Linked DNA regions of Sus scrofa: regions 2 and 3 are each linked to region 1. Evidence: chromatin contacts called from public Hi-C data. All regions are on one chromosome and are shown on one strand. The core of a region is the stretch at or near the end of the contact, and the rest is flanking DNA. Distances in the headings are between cores, read along the strand shown.

Region 1 (5,016 bases), core at 697-3,196:
TTGGCACGCGCGTGGCACAGAGCGGGTGTGGAGTAAATATGTTTGGGAGGACGTTTCATACTCTCACCCTGGAGGGCAGGATTCTTCCACCCAGGTGCCCTGCCTAGCGCCTCCCCGCGGCTGAGCGCAGTGTTAGGTGCTGGGATACAGCGCCAGGAAAGACGGGGCGCTGCTCTGGGGTGCTCTCAAAACCCTCTCGCTGGTGGCAGAAGAGAGGTGTCCCCACTCTCTAGTCTTTTTATTTGTCAACAGGGCAGTGCAGACTTCTGCACAAGGTGATGTTTCGAGTTAGGAAGAAGGGCTCCTGGATGCTCCCAAGCCCCTAGCAAGAGCATTCTTGGTTCTGGGTCCTGGCCAGCCCTTCCGTGCCGGCAGCCCTTCCGGGCCGGCATCCCGGAGCACTCCGAAAGCACCCTTGAAAAGGCAGGATTCGAGCGGCAAGGCAGGGCTCTACCAGGGCCACCTACTCTTCTTAGCTGGGTGGGGGTCCTGCCCCGAGCGTCGGGCAGTGGTGGAGGGGAAGGGGAACTTGCGCAGCTGCAGGAGCCTCTGGAGCCGCGTGTGCGCGCGCGCGTGCGCGGAGGGGGCGGGGCGGGCGGCGCGGCGCTTGTCGCGAGCGCCTTTCCCGCACCTCGCGCCACCCCTGCGGTCCCCTTTCCCCGCGCGCCCTAGCCAGACCCACGTGTGCAGAGGCGCGCGCCTGTGTGTGTGTATCCGGCAGGCCGTGTGCCCGGTTCGGACAGGCCCCATGGGCACAGGGGGCGGCAGCCAGCTCGACAGTGGCGGCGCCTCTTTCCCCTCCAAACCTCCTCAGCCCTTTCCTCCGGCTTCCTTGGGTCGTGGTTCCCCCGGCCAATCCCCTCCCTCTCGCCCCCTTCGTTCCCCTGAAAGAGGCCAGCGCCTTGCGATGAAGATTCTGGTTCACCCGGACTCCCGAGCCCTTGACATTTAGGGAGCCTCGCGGCGCACTGGTGTAGGCACCAGGCAGAACGCTAATCCCATTAAAGCTGTGGTGTCATCCGGGAGGGAGGCTGCCCCCCGCAGGCCTCACGCTCATTGGCCTAATGCAAACCAAGGGGCGGAGCCGAAGGCCGGGGAGGGGGCTCCGGCGATTTCGGAGTCGGAGTCGGGAGTCGGGCCGGGATTTCGCAGGGGAAGCCCAGCGGTTGCAGCTGCGGCGGATCCCTCGGCACTGCCCGCCGCGCGCCGGGGCAGCCCAGGGCCGAGGCAGCTCCGCAAAGTCGCGGGGCGAGAGGAGGCGGGCGCCGGCAAAGTGGCCGGACCGGGCCGGGGTGGGAGAGGTGTGCCCGGGAGCCTGGAGCCCAGCGCCCTGGTGCCTCGCGTGGAGCGGCCGTGCGCCCCGGAGGCGAGCTGACGCTCCGGAACGAGAAATCAAATAGCAGCCTCCCCAAAGACGCTAAGTTACGCAGGCCAGCCTGTTCCCGGGAGCGCGCGTGGAGCCGCACCGCAGAATCCTCCCGGGCCGGCCGTCCGGGAGCCCAGCGCCTGACCCCGAGCGCGGGGCTCGACCGGCGGTGCGCCCCGAGACTGAGCGAGGGCGTGCAAGGCTCCTCCGACCCGCCCGCAGCCTGTGCCCGACTCGGGCGCCCCCTCTGTCCCACTCCGGGAGCGATGCCCCCCGCCCCCTGCGCCCCCCGGGAGCGACACGAGCATGGAGAAGTCGAGTAGTGAGGATTCTTCGATCCATCGGAGTCCATCTTTGGACAGCAAGGACTCAGACTTTGCCAAGCCGTCCACCTCGGGCCGCCCGTTCGGCCGCGGCTTCACTGCCGGCGCTTTCTATGGCACCGCGGGCTCCCGCGGCCAGAGCCGCGCTGAGGCTGGTGTGAAGACCGACAAGTACAATGCACCCAAAGGCAGCAAGTACGTGGTGTTTTACCTGGACCTGTCCTTTGTTTTCCTCCTAGAATTTAAGAAGTGCAACATGGCCAGGGGCTGCCTCTGCTGCTTGAAGTACATGATGTTCCTCTTCAATTTGATATTCTGGGTAAGTCCTTGCGTGTATCTCTCCTTTGCCTCCTCTCTTCTTTGCTTAAGCGCGTACCCTCTTTCTCTTTGGAGCTGCATTGCTCTGCTCTCTGCACAACGGTAAGTGGGGTTTTAAAAACCGGTTTCCTCCCTCTTTCACGCATGTGCCTCTTCCTCTCTCTCTCTCCTTCCTGGCTGAATGGAGGCTGCAACTTGCCTGTCTTCCAGGAGAGACTTGCTCTACTCCTAGCAGGCTGCTGAAGTTTGCAGCCACCACCTCCTATAAGACACACGTATGCCAAGTGGCTGGCTCCAAACCAGGTCATCTGCAGAAGTAGGTGTGGGTCGGAATTTTTAACAACTGTGACCTTGAGTTGAATTCAGGCAGAAGTGGGGATGGTTTTCTGACTTTCTTCCTGTATTCCTCCTGAATATGCAAGAACACTGTCTGCAGCATTTTATGGACACGAGATGGGGGAGTGGTAGAGGTCACTCCGATCCCTTCCGTGAATCCCAGGAAAAGGAGGAGGAGCCCCTGCCCCAGGGACTGGCTTCCTGGCCTGCAGATATGCCCCCAGTTAGGGCTTGTGTGGAGAGGGTGGGTGTGTGTGTGGGAGGGATGCTGCCATCGAGTGGTGGCAGCTGCTTTTGAGGGATTGCAGTGGACTGGGCAGCGAGCAGGCTGGCCATGTGCTCCCACCATGGAACGCCAGCCCTGCCAGGCTCCAGGAGCTCCAGGGGCTGGAAGGGACAAAGGGAGTGCCCCCATCCTTGGTAAGAGGACATGTTCAAGAGAAAGTGTCAGTGGGTGGGGCAACTTGGAATCGTTCTCGGTCCCCTTTACTTGGAGGCCTTGTCTGTGTGCATGTGGGCGTGAGAAATACTAGTTAGGCAAATCTGAAAACTCCTTAAATTCATATCTAATTGTCCCTTCATCCCGACTTGTGCCTCTGCCTTTCTTCAGCAGAGCCCAGACCAAGTCAGCACAGATGTTTGGCTCTGCCCCAGCGCTGTCCTCCTGCTTCTGGAGGCTGTCAGCTGCCCATGTCCGGGAGGAGCCCTGGGGCAGGAGAGTCCCTCGCAGTGCATTGGGGTGGAGCGCAGTGCAGTGGGGTGGAGCGGCGTGCTTTGGTGTTCGGCATTTGTGTGAACTGACTCACTCTAATTGAAAAACTTTCTTGGGTGTGTTTGGTGGGTGGCTTGTCCCATAGAAGGGGAGAGCTCAGGGCTGGGAGGGAAGAAGACAGGCTCTGGCCCTGGTTCTATCTGGGCTTTTCGTGTGACCTTGGGCAAGTCACTTTATCCCTTAGGGTTTCCTTTCCAGTCCACTGGGGGGGGGGGGTTGTGTGTCGTGATAGTCTCCCTTATATCCTTACCTCATTAGTTAGGGGACATCCTGCATCCTTGTCTTCTCTCTGGGGTGTTCCCAGGGTCCCTCCCACCTCCACCCCTTCCCTTCTCTTCTGAGGAGACTGGTCTCTGTTTTAGTTGGGTTTCCCCAGATGCCTTCATGGTCTGGGGCCCTCCAGACACTGCTGGTGAGATGTTACCTGCCCTGTGCTGAGGGTTTTGTGGAAACTGGAGCAGAACCATTGGAATGTCAAGAATGATTTTATGGCTGCCTTTGGGCAAGTGCTCCTGGTCCTCTGGCTCATTTACCAGCGTCAGGGTCAGCCAAGCGCTGGTGTGTATTTCTCTGGTGCCTGTGGATTTCCATGAGTGCGGCCCATTCACTGTGCACAGTCTCTGTCTCTGTCCTTGATAACAATCCCCACCTACCTTTCGACCTTTCTGCCTTGCCCCACTCTTACTAGGAAGACCCTCCTGGGCTGCTTAGTGCCCTGGCCAGTGCCTCCCATGCAGCCGCACTCCTCCCCACCCCCACCCCGCCACCTGCTGGCCTGAGTAGGTATAACTGCCTGTGCCTCCTCTCTTCTCTAGGATGGTCCCCCAGGTTAGGTTAGGGACCTTCCCACGACATAGTCCTGCACATAGATGGCATGGGTTATGTGTTTGTAAGTGAATGAATGGAGGGCCAGCATGGTAAGTCCATATGTTACTGTGTGGTAGTGATTCCCAAATCCCACCTGACAGGGAAGAGAAGGTAGTTATCAAACTTGCCAGTGATGAGGGCTCCCCTGGCACCATAGCTGTGGGGCAACAAGGCACTCTCTCTGTCTTCCTGAGGTTAATGAGCCGGTAGGTGGAATGGCCTTCCTTTCGGTCATAGTGAGAGAACGTGCTGTCTCTTCCTAATAAGAAGATACCTTCCACGTCTCGCTTACCAGGCAAGAAGTCACTCGCTCTCCTATTCTCTGACTTTTCTGATTACTTAATGTTTTCAGAATTCCCATGACATGCTATGAACTGGGAAAATTTTTGAGTCTCACAGACCCAGTTCAGCATGTGAGATAAGGCACAGACCTTAGGAGAGATGGAAAATTTAGTAAGAGAGAAGTGGGTGCTTGTATGTGTGAGAGTGTTGGCCATTGAGTTTATGGGGAGGAGGAGGAGCGGGTGTAACTAGGATTTGGGCACCTGGGTCCCGGTGTTCCACTCGAACAGAGGCTTCCTGCAGGAGGTGTTCGGGCCGGGATGGGGTGGTGGTGGTGGTCGGCAGTGGAGGAAAGAGCCAACGCAGAGGGAAAGCACGCAGGCGCTTGGGCTGAGGCGGGTGGGGTTGTTGAAGAGGCAGGACTCTGGAGACCTCTGCTGCTCTCCAGGGCCCCAGGGAGGGAAAGGCAGAGATGAGGGAAGGGTGTGGGTGCAGGGCTGGTCAGAGCCCAGCCCTCTGGGACCCGGAGCAATTGGTGGGAATTTTGTAGCCATCCCTTTCCAGTCTCATGGCTCAGACTACAAAAGGAGGCTTTCCTGAGGCATAAGAGTTGAACCTGAGGCCTACACTCTGTAGAGAGAGATCTTCCCATGGATCCTGAAGCCCACCTGGTAGTTGCCCAAAGTCACTGCTGCCGCCACATCCCCTGCCTCCTGGGAGCCCTCTGGGGGGAGTCCCTTTGCCTGCAGCTG
Region 2 (5,016 bases), core at 1,430-3,929, 64 kb before region 1:
GATTCGGGTTCAATCCCTGGCCTCCCTCAGTGGGTTAAGGATCTGGTGTTGCTGCAAGCTGTGGTGTAGGTCTCAGATGTGGCTCAGATCTGGTGTTGCTGTGGCTGTTGTGTGGGCTGGCAGCTGCAGCTCTGATTTGACCCAGGAACTTCCATATGCCGCAGGTGTGGCTTTAAAAAGGGAAAAAAAAGTGTACAACTGATGGGCATTGAGTACATTCACATTGTGCAACCATCAGCACTACCTAATTCCGTGACTCTTTCATTGCCCCCAAATAGAAACACTGCACCCCTTAGACATCATGCTTCCAGCCCCCAAACCCACCCCCTGGCAACCACTAATCTGATTTATGTCTTTGGGTTTACCCATTCTGAACATTTTGTGTAAATAAAATTATACAATATGTGGCCTTTTGTGTCTGGCTTTTTTCAATATTTAGCATAAGATTTTCAAGGTTCATCCATGTGGTAGCATGTATCAGCATTTCGTTTCTTTTTAGGGCTTAAATAATATTCCGTGGTATGTATAGACCATATTTTGTTTATCCCTGTATCTGCTGATGGACATTTGGGTTGTTTCCACCTTTTGACTGTTGTGAATAGAGCTGCTGAGAACGTTCATACACAGTGTTTGTTTGGACACCTGTTTTCAGTTCCTTTGGGGATTTACCTGGGAGTGGAATTGCTGGATCATATGGTAATTCTGTGTTTAACATTTCGAGGAGCTGCCAAACTGTATCCCGCCGTGGCTACGCCATTTTATATTCCCACCAGTAATGTATGAGGGTTCCAATTTCTCTACATCCTTGCCAACACTTGTTATTTTCCATTTAAAAAAAATTAAAAAAAAAAAAATTGACCGCCCTAGTGGGTGGGAGGTGGTAGCTCGTTGTACTTTTGATTTGCATTTCTCTGGTGACAAATGGCATTGAACATTCTCCTTCGGTTTTAACATCCCCACTTTCTCTTGACCCTCTTCTCAGGTCTTCCACCGTTCTGTTCAGGCTTTGCAGAAGGTGGCCTCGTTTGTCTAGACCGTGTTCAAAATGCTCAGATCCCAGGGCGGGCCTCCAGCTGGGCTGGGACCCGCCTGGTGTGGAGACCCCACTTCACTCCAGGTGCGCTGCTTTCTCTCACCCGGTCTCCTCCAGACGGCACCATCCTTAGCTCCCGCTCCTGGGGTCCCTCAGATTCTGATCCTTCCTCCCAGGTGGTCACAGTTGTTTCAGCCTCGTCAGGGCGAGGACAGATGCCTCCCTGCAGGCTGGCACAGAGCGCCTTATCACCTCTGGGCAGTTACTGATCCTCTGGGTCGTGACTGCCTCCAGCCTGCGTGTCCCCATCTTGTCCCCGGGACTATTCCCAGAGCCTTGTAAGAGCCTTGCTTCCTCAAGACCAGTCACCAGGTTCACACCAAGTGTGACTTGAAGGCGCCGTTTTGCATCTCCGGGGTGGGTTTACAGTTTCAGGCCTATTTCTGACCAAGGAATCAAAGACTGCCCCTCAGTGATGGAATTTCAGGCATGAATGAGCAGATGGAGGAGGTATTTTGGGGGGCAGAGAGTTTGTGCTCCAGAAACCACTCCAGCATCTGCCTCTGAGCAGGAGACCCCACCCATCCTGGAAAAGGACTGGGTGCGTTTCCTACGTCAGGGCCCTGTCTTGTGAGCCTGGGTCTGCCTCACCGGGCACTTTTCTTGCAAGTGCAGGGTGTGATTGTCTGCCAGTGGTCTGTTTGTGTAGAGTGTTTGCTTTAAAGTGATGACTTGATTATTACAGGAAAATTTGGTTGCCGCAAAAGACAAAATAACGTAAAAATAGTAGAGCAAAATCTGAGGGACCCTGTCTCCACACCCCTCCCCTGACCCAATGCCCTTCCCAGGGGCAACCACAGGTAAAACTTGGTGTGGATTCTGGATCCTTTCCAGTGCATTCATTTTTCTGATTTAAGGGCAGCTCGAAAATAAATGCCACCATCAGGCTGAGTTTATCAAACAAAATAGGTATGTGCTCCAGAATGATGCTTCTTAAAAGCTGGCAGCAGCTGGAGGCGAGATTGAATGAGGGTAATCAAGAAGGAAAGATTTTTTTTTTTTTTTTTTTTTGCTTTTTAGGGCCGAAACCGAGGCATATGTAGGTTCCCAGGCTAGGGGTCCAATTGGGGCTATAGCTGCCGGCCTACACTATAGCCAGAGCAATGCAGGATCTGAGCTGCCTCTGTGACCTACACCACAGCTCACGGCAATGCCGGATCCTTAACCCACTGAGCGAGGCCAGGGATTGAACCCGAAACCTCATAGTTCCTAGTCAGATTCATTTCTGCTGTGCCACAATGGGAACTCCCAAGAAGGAAATCTCCGATGAGGCTGGGGGGAGGATCTGGGGAGGCCAATACCACAAAAATGGATAGACCAAGGGTAGGAGAGGGGCCTGCCATTTATGTCGGCCATTGTCACACAGAGTAAGAGCCAGACAGCTGCCTGGGCCCAGTCCTGGCTCAATACCCAGTGCCTGTGTCCCTGAGTCTCCCTGGGTCTCTGTTTCCTCAATTATAAAACAGAATCAAGGAGTTTCCTGGTGGCTTAGTGGGTTAAGGATCTGGCATTGTCTCTGCTATGGCACTGGTCACTGCTGTGGGGCGGGCTTGACCCTTGGCTCAGGAATTTCCACATGCTGAGGTGTGGCCAGAAGAAAAACAAACACAAAACCCAGAGTCAACTCCTAGCTTGTTGCAAGGGGTTACTACTGAGACAGGCGTGCGGAAGGTGCAGTGTGAGGGGCGACTCGTGGGCCCTGCCAGGTGTCAGGCTCAGGGAATGCTTCCCTTCCTCAGCTTTGCCTGTGTCAGCTCAGCATCGGCCCCTGACCTTCCTCATCGGCCTTTCTCCCAGTGGCTAGAGCAGAGCTGAACAGGTCAAGTGCTAAAAATAGTGATCCTACTGCCAGCGCTGGGGCGTTGAGTGTGTTTTTACTGTATGAATGACTGGGTGATGGGTTGAGGGCCTCCCCTTCAGGGTGAGAGTACTGTGGGAACAGTCAGACTATTAGCTAGCTGTTACTGGTCATTGACACATGAGTGGGAATTAGCATCACAGATGTTTTTGACTTGAAAGGGACCCAAGAGATGATCCTTAATTGTACAGATGGGGAACTTTTAAGGATCTAGGAAGGAAGAGGCTTGCCCGGTGTGTCATGCAGCCAGTGAGGGGCCAGCGGAGGCTGAGCCCGGGTCTCCTGGTTCTCTCTGGTGCTCTACCCATCGACGGGAACACCCAGCCCAGTATCTGGATGTGCTTCCGCACCTCTGCTCAGGGTTGCTGCTTCTGGGGGGAGGGTTGCCTGTAGCAGGAGGCTCACAGTCAGACCAGCAGACAGAGGGGCCTTTTGGATGGATGGAAGGAGATCTAGAGACAGTGGTCCTGGGGCTTGGTGTGGAAGATTTGGGCCCCTGCATCTCCCAAGAGGGAAGGTGAGAAGCATTTGGGGCTCTGAGATTGGGTTTGTCCACACAGCTCTGTGGATGTGACCGCCGACTGAGAGCTGGGGCTGGATCTGGTGGGGAAGGTGGACGTATGATCCAGTGGTCGCAGTCCAGCGTGGGAGCACAGGGAGGGTAATGTGTGGTGTGGAAGAGCCGGCGACATCTGTACAGGCAGATGGTCTGTCTATAGCAGGGAGAAGAGGGAACAGCATGGGGAAAAGCGTGGTAAAGCCAGGACCTGCAGAGATGTATGTGACCGGAGTGGAGGCTGCTCAGGGGTCAGAGGAGGGGAGGAGAGGCCACACAGGAAGGTTCCCGTGGTCAGGGTTGACATCTTATTTGCATGCTCCTTCTCAGCACCTGGGCAGTGCCTTGCCCCAGAGTCGGAGCATCATTTTTCTTTCGCACATGGATGAGTGAACCATATTTCTTCTTTGATCCCTGGAGGAAAACCAACCAGCAAGCTTTTTTTTTTTTTAACTTTAACAATTTCTGGCATCCTCTGCTTTCTGCTTTGTTTAGCCTCTCATGACTGGTCACTACTCTTCGATCCAACATGCAGGGCTGACTACTGGTCACCAAGGCTTGCTGGTGGCCTTCTGGCCCGTTGCCTGCTCTTATTTACATCAGCCACTAGATGGCAGCAGGAAACTTGTCAATTTCTCTTCCATGTGGTTTTTAGGTCAAGCCCTTTGCTCTGGGGTGGCACAGGGACTCCAAATTCCAGGCCTCACTGGTTCCAAGATGGGTGTGAGAAAAGGCTGGGATGAAGCCAAGGTGGCCTAACGACTGACATTCCCACAACATTATGGAGAAGTGACTGTCTCACTTCTCAATCCTGTGACCAGAGGACTTTTCAGTGTGACCCACACTCTTTTAACAGTGTTCCCACCAGTGGGAAGTCCCCGGCTGGAGTTTAGTGGCTTAGAAGGACCGGAAGCTGAAACCCAGTGTCACTGAGGAAGTCCAGTGGCACCCGGCAGAGTCCCTGGTGTGGCATTTGTGCTCATATGGACAGATGCAGTGGTGGCGGGGAGGGGACACAGTACAGAAGAGGACATGTGCCCCGTGAATAGTAATCCATACAAAGCCCTGCTGGAGTGGGGACTGCTCTACCCCTCACACATGCGGCTGGAGGTGTGGGTCTGGGGCAGGCAGTGGCTCTGAGGCTCTGGTATAAGTCACACCCACATCCCTCAGCACCTTGCACAGCACTCGACAGTGGTGTGTACTCCCATTTATGAGGTTCTTCTCATCTCCCACAGCCTCACTTGGTCTTCCCAGGGGCCCTGTGTCGGGTATGGGGCTGTCCCCTTTAACAGGTGAGGCCCAGAGAAGGGAAGGACGGGTCCAGCACTTCAGACAGGTTGCCGACCCTGCTCACTAGACTCCCAGCCTGGGGGCTTTTTGGTTTGGGCTCACATTGTGTTGCCTCCCTTAGGCTGACTGGGAAAAGCGCTTGCTCCGTCTCAGGGTTGGGCTGATGGCCAGAAATCCAGTCCTGTTACCTTGCAGTCCCAGCTAGCACGTCTCTAA
Region 3 (5,016 bases), core at 1,024-3,523, 42 kb before region 1:
CACAACCCAGGAAGCATCACCAGATCAGTGAGTTGAGTTACAGGAGACACATGCTCTGTCAGTGTCCAGCGGGGGACTTTGATCTCGAGACGTCTCGGAGGACTTACTCTCTGTACGTCGTCCGGTCAGAGACCAGATGGGGGCATCCATCTGTCTGTCTGTCTTTGTCCGTCCTGAGCAGGAGACCAGGTCTTGGTTTCCAGGCCTCTGGCAAGGCCTTTGAGAAGAGCTGGGTCTGGATGTGCCAGCCTGACGCGGTTGGGGATCAGGGTTAGGCAGGTGCTGGGTGAACTGCCTCTCCTGTGTTTGCCACCCGTAGAGGGAGGGCTTGTCCCCTGGGCAGTGAGCAGGTGTTGGCTGTGGGAGGATCGCCGGCCCCCTGCCCTGCCGAGAGATGTGCAGAGACGATGGAGGGGGGGTCTGTGTGAGAGGTTTTTGAACTCCTCAGGAAGAAGGGCTTGACGATGCTGGCATCGCTTCCTGCTTCTCCAGGTGACAGCCCTGACGTACGAGCTAGTGATACTTAAGAAATACGACTTGCTGGGGAAGTAAACACCCTGTGTTATTTATTATTTATTGAAAAAACAAAGCTTCCTTCAGCTGGGAGGTTTCAGATCACTGACAACGTCAAGTCCAATTTTCCTCTGTTAATAACAGGTCGGTGTCCTTCCTGGTGCTGGGAGCCCAGGATGTTTCTGGGTGCTCCTCTGGTGGGAGTGGCTGCTGAGAGGATGAGAGTCAAGGTTGTGGGGGTGCCGGAGCCCAGAGCCTGCTGTGGACACAGTGCTGGGCACTCTACCGGAACTCTGCCTCTCTCGTGTGATCCCCTGCAGGGCTGGGGGGCATGATCAGGATGGGGTTCCAAGGGGGGCGCCCTCCATCTTCCAAGAGGACAGACCTCCGGCATTTGGAATCAGGATGATAGGGCTTTGCCTCTAAGCCTCTAGTGGAATCTGGGGACCGAGAGCATCGTGAGCTTGGGACCGTGGGTTAGCAGTGGAGGAGGGGTTGGACCAGTGGGGAGAACTTTCTGGAGGAGAGGGGCCCTGGTTGAGGGGAGGCTTAGCTGACTGAGGCCACCATATCTTGACCTGGAGTAATTGCAGTGCAGTCGCCCCTTGGTATCCAAGGCGGGGGGGATCGGTTCTAGGACTCCCCAGATAGCCAGGTGCATTTTATAAGAGTCCCGTATATAAAGCAGTACACTATTTTCGTGTAACCTATGCACACCCTTCTGTACACTTCAAATCATTTCTAGATCACTTATAATACCTGATACAATGAAAATGCTATGTAAATCGTGGCCAGCATGTGGCAAATCCAAGTTCTGCTTTTTTGGAGCTTTCTAGAATTTTTTCTTGAATATTTTTGATCTGAGGCAGATTGAATCCTGCAGATACTGAGGGCCAATAGTATTGATAAAAGCGATAATCTTGCCATTAATGACTGTGAGTTTTCCCCGCTGAGCCTCATAGCAAGCAGGTGAGGGAGGGGAGAGCAGGGTTACTTCTATGTAATTCACTTAAGTGTGGTAGAGCTTAAGAATGTGGGTTTTGGAGTTCCTGTTGTGGCTCGGCAGAAATGAATCCGAAATAGAATCCATGAGGATGTGGGTTTGATCCCTGGCCCCATTCAGTGGGTTAAGGATCTGGCGTTGCCATGAGCCGTGGTGTAGGTCACAGAAGCAGCTTTGATCCCGCTTTGTTGTGGCTGTGGCTGGCAGATGCAGCTTTAATTCGACCCCTAGCCTGGGAATTTCCATATGCCATGGGTGCAGCCCTAAAAGAAAGAAAAAAGAAAGAAAAAGAAAGAAAGAAAGAAAGGAAGAAAGAAAGAAAGAAAGAGAAAGAAGGAAAGAAAGAAAGAGAGAGAAAGAAAGAGAGAGAAAGAAAGAAAGGGTTTGAAGCTAGATGAATAGTTTTCTGACCTTGACTAACCTGTTTAGCATCTGGACCTCAGGTTTTCCACCTGTAAAACGGGAAAACTAATACTTCCTTCACAGAGTGTTTTGTAAAGGATAAACACCTAAAATAGTCCCTGGAACATAGTAAACTCTGAATAATCGATATTAGCTGCTAATGTCATCAGCGTAGCCCAAGAAACAAGGCCTGGAAAGGCCTTGTCTTACTCAAGGTCATGGAGATTGTGAGGGAAGAGTGGGGACTTGACCCAAGGTCTCCCGACCTCTTATGCTGTGTCCTCTGTTGTCTGAGAACGGGGCCCTCCCTTCCCCCTCCACGATGAGATGGATGCTTGGCAGACATCGGCGGGCAGGCGCCGCGGCAGTCCAGGAGGCGTGGATGCCTAAATTGAGAGTTACGGCCTGTGTCCCCAGATATGATTATAGGGTGCTGACAGAGCAGCTCACCCCGATGAAAACGGTGAGCAGAAACGTACCAGGGCTTTTGTTCACCAAATAACTCCATTGTCTCTCCCCTTCCCCCTACCCCCCCCCCTTTACCTCCTGAAAAAATAAAAGGCATGGAAAAGATGAAGGGCTGTCAGCACCGGATCACAACACAGGCTCCAGGAGTTGGCGGCTTTTCAGTGCCTGCAGAGTTCCCTCCTCTTCTTGCTCCCCTCAACTCTTTTTTTTTTCTTTTTTTTCTTTTTTTCTTTTTAGGGCTGCACCCATGGCATATGGAGATTCCCAGGCTAGGGGTCAAATCAGACCTACAGCTGCCGGCCAAACCACAGCTCATGGCAACCCTGGATCCTTAACCCACTGACCGAGGCCAGGGATCAAACCCACAACCTCATGGTTCCTAGTCAGATTTGTTTCTGCTGCGCCACGATGGGAACACCCCTCCTGTCAACTTCTTGCTTTCTTAAACTTAAGATAAATCTGAGGGTGCCCTTAGCAGCCGGGAGCATCCCAGTTCCAGATCCCATTGGGTTTTTCCTTGGGCTCTCTTTGTCTCCATCCTCCTGTCCTGTGAATGCCTCGTGCAGGAGCCAGTGAAGTGGCCATCAGCCATCCACTGGCTGTGGACAAGCCGTCTTTCCCTAGGTGATGTCTCACTCCTGCTCAGAACCTTCTGCAGCTCAGTTACTGTTTCAGGCCTGTGCTTCAGAGCATAGCGTGCAAGGCTCTCCCAAATCTGCCCTCAGCACACCTTTGCTGGGCGTCCCCTGCTGCTTTTGGAACAAAGCATATGCTTCCGCCGCTCTGGCCAGCTTGCTGTTTCCTGACCAGGCCTGAAAATTACCTGCCTTTGGTCACGCAGTTCCTTTGGCTTGGAAAGCCCTCACCCGGTGGAATCGGGCCCATGCTTCAAGGATTAGCTGAAGTGCCAACTCTTCTGTAAGCTACATCTTTCTTGGGAACATGCTCCTCTCGCCTGGCGCACGACAGATACGGAATTAATATTGGACTCGCTCATGGACTCTGCTTGTCACTGCAGGTTCTCTTCCAGGGCCCCCTCAGAGCTTTACTGTCTGCCCCCATTTTCCACAAGCTGTGGAACAGTATTTACTCCTTAATTGCCCATGACCTAAGTTCTTAGGCATTTTTCTCTAAGTTTAAATTTCTCTTACTCTTCCCATCATTATCTGTTCAGTTCATGAGTCCTGGAGGCTAAAATGGCAGGAGGGTGTAGGAGAAGGAGACTTCGACCTGCAGCAGAAGCCGTGAGTTCTGCTTCCCGCTCTGCCTCTGACCAGCTGGGATTTGGGGCAAGTAGCTCTCTTCTCTGGGCCCCAGTTCCCCATTTGTAAAACAAGGGGTTGGATTAGCTGATCTCTAGCTTTCATGGAGGGATTTTAAAACATAGTTGTATTGAGATGTAATTCCCATAACATTCTTCCATTGCTGTGGACTGAGTTGTGTCTCTTCCAAATTCATGTATTGAAGGCCTAACCCCTTGTACCTCAGAAGGTGGCTGCGTTTGGAAATAGGCTCTTTAAAGAGGTGACTAAGGTTAGTGAGGTCATGCAGGTGGGCCCCAACCCAGTACAACTGGTGTTCTCTGAGATGAGGCGATTAGGACAAAGACACACCCAGAGGAAGAACCTTGTGAAGAAGCATGGAGAAGATGGCCATCAGCAAGCCAAGGACAGGGGCCCCAGGATGAAACCAAACCTGCTAACACCTTGGTCTTGGGTTTCTAGGCTCCAGAGTCAGGAGAAAATAGGTTGCTTTTGTTGAAGCCGCCCAGTCTGTCGTTCTTTGTTTTGGCAGCCCAAGCAGACTAATCTACCCATTTCCCATACAACTCGATGGCTTTTAATATGTTCGCAGAGTTGCTCAACAATCGCCACAATCTATTTTTGAGCATTTAATCACCCCCTAAAGAACCTCTATGACTGTTAGTAGTCACTCCTCATTTCTCCCCCACTTTTACCCCACATCCAGCCCTGGGCGACCACTAATCTATGTTCTGTCTCCATGAACTTACCTATTTTGGATATATTTTGGTAAGTGGAATCCTACAGTCTGGGGTGTTTTGTGACTGGCTTCTTTTGCTTAGCATGGTGTTTCCAGGTCCATGCCTGCTGTGGCAGGTACATCGTACCCAAGTCGTTTTCGCCACTCAACTGTGATTCATTGTTTGGGTATGCCACCTTTTATGTATCCATTCAACACTTGATGGATGTTTGGGTTACTTCAGATTTTTGGCTATTATGAATAATGCTGCAGTGAGCATTTGTGTACGAGCTTCTGTGTGGACATTTTATCCTTTTTCATGGTTATATACCTGGGAGAGGAATTACTGGGTCATATGGTAACTCTATGTTTTACTTTTTGAGGAACCACCAAACTGTTTTCCAAAGCAGCTTTCACCATTTTACCTTCCCACCAGTGGTGTGTGGAGGATTCCAATTGTCCACACTTGTTATTGTCTGTCTTTTTGTGGCCATCCTAGTAGGTGTGAAATGGTATCTCATTGTGCTTTTGATTTGCATTTCCCTGATAATGAGTAATGTTAATTAAGCATCTGTTCATATATTTATTTGTCATTTGTGTAGAAATGTCTATTAATATACTCTGGCTATTTTAAAATTGAGTTGTCTTGT

The links. Hi-C and Micro-C count contacts between places; a contact is called where the count stands out from the background.
Region 2: a Hi-C map of skeletal muscle shows a contact between it and region 1, with 3 times the contacts expected there. A contact is called at or near these places in 10 of 47 Hi-C or Micro-C datasets (brain, embryonic fibroblasts, epiblast stem cells and 6 more) and 1 of 2 datasets of targeted methods (skeletal muscle).
Region 3: a Hi-C map of heart right ventricle shows a contact between it and region 1, with 13 times the contacts expected there. A contact is called at or near these places in 6 of 47 Hi-C or Micro-C datasets (embryonic fibroblasts, fetal heart ventricle, fetal skeletal muscle and 3 more) and 1 of 2 datasets of targeted methods (skeletal muscle).

The regions. Positions count from the first base shown.
Region 1 is chr5:66,991,681-66,996,696 of Sscrofa11.1, reverse strand. TSPAN9 (tetraspanin 9) reads left to right here and starts at 1,946. Exons shown (of 7, transcript NM_001077226.1): 1 at 1,946-2,008. The coding sequence starts at 1,946.
Region 2 is chr5:67,056,399-67,061,414 of Sscrofa11.1, reverse strand. It overlaps a transcript of TSPAN9 not described here. Among named protein-coding and RNA genes, the nearest start is that of TSPAN9, 64 kb to the right of the region's middle.
Region 3 is chr5:67,033,613-67,038,628 of Sscrofa11.1, reverse strand. It overlaps a transcript of TSPAN9 not described here. Among named protein-coding and RNA genes, the nearest start is that of TSPAN9, 41 kb to the right of the region's middle.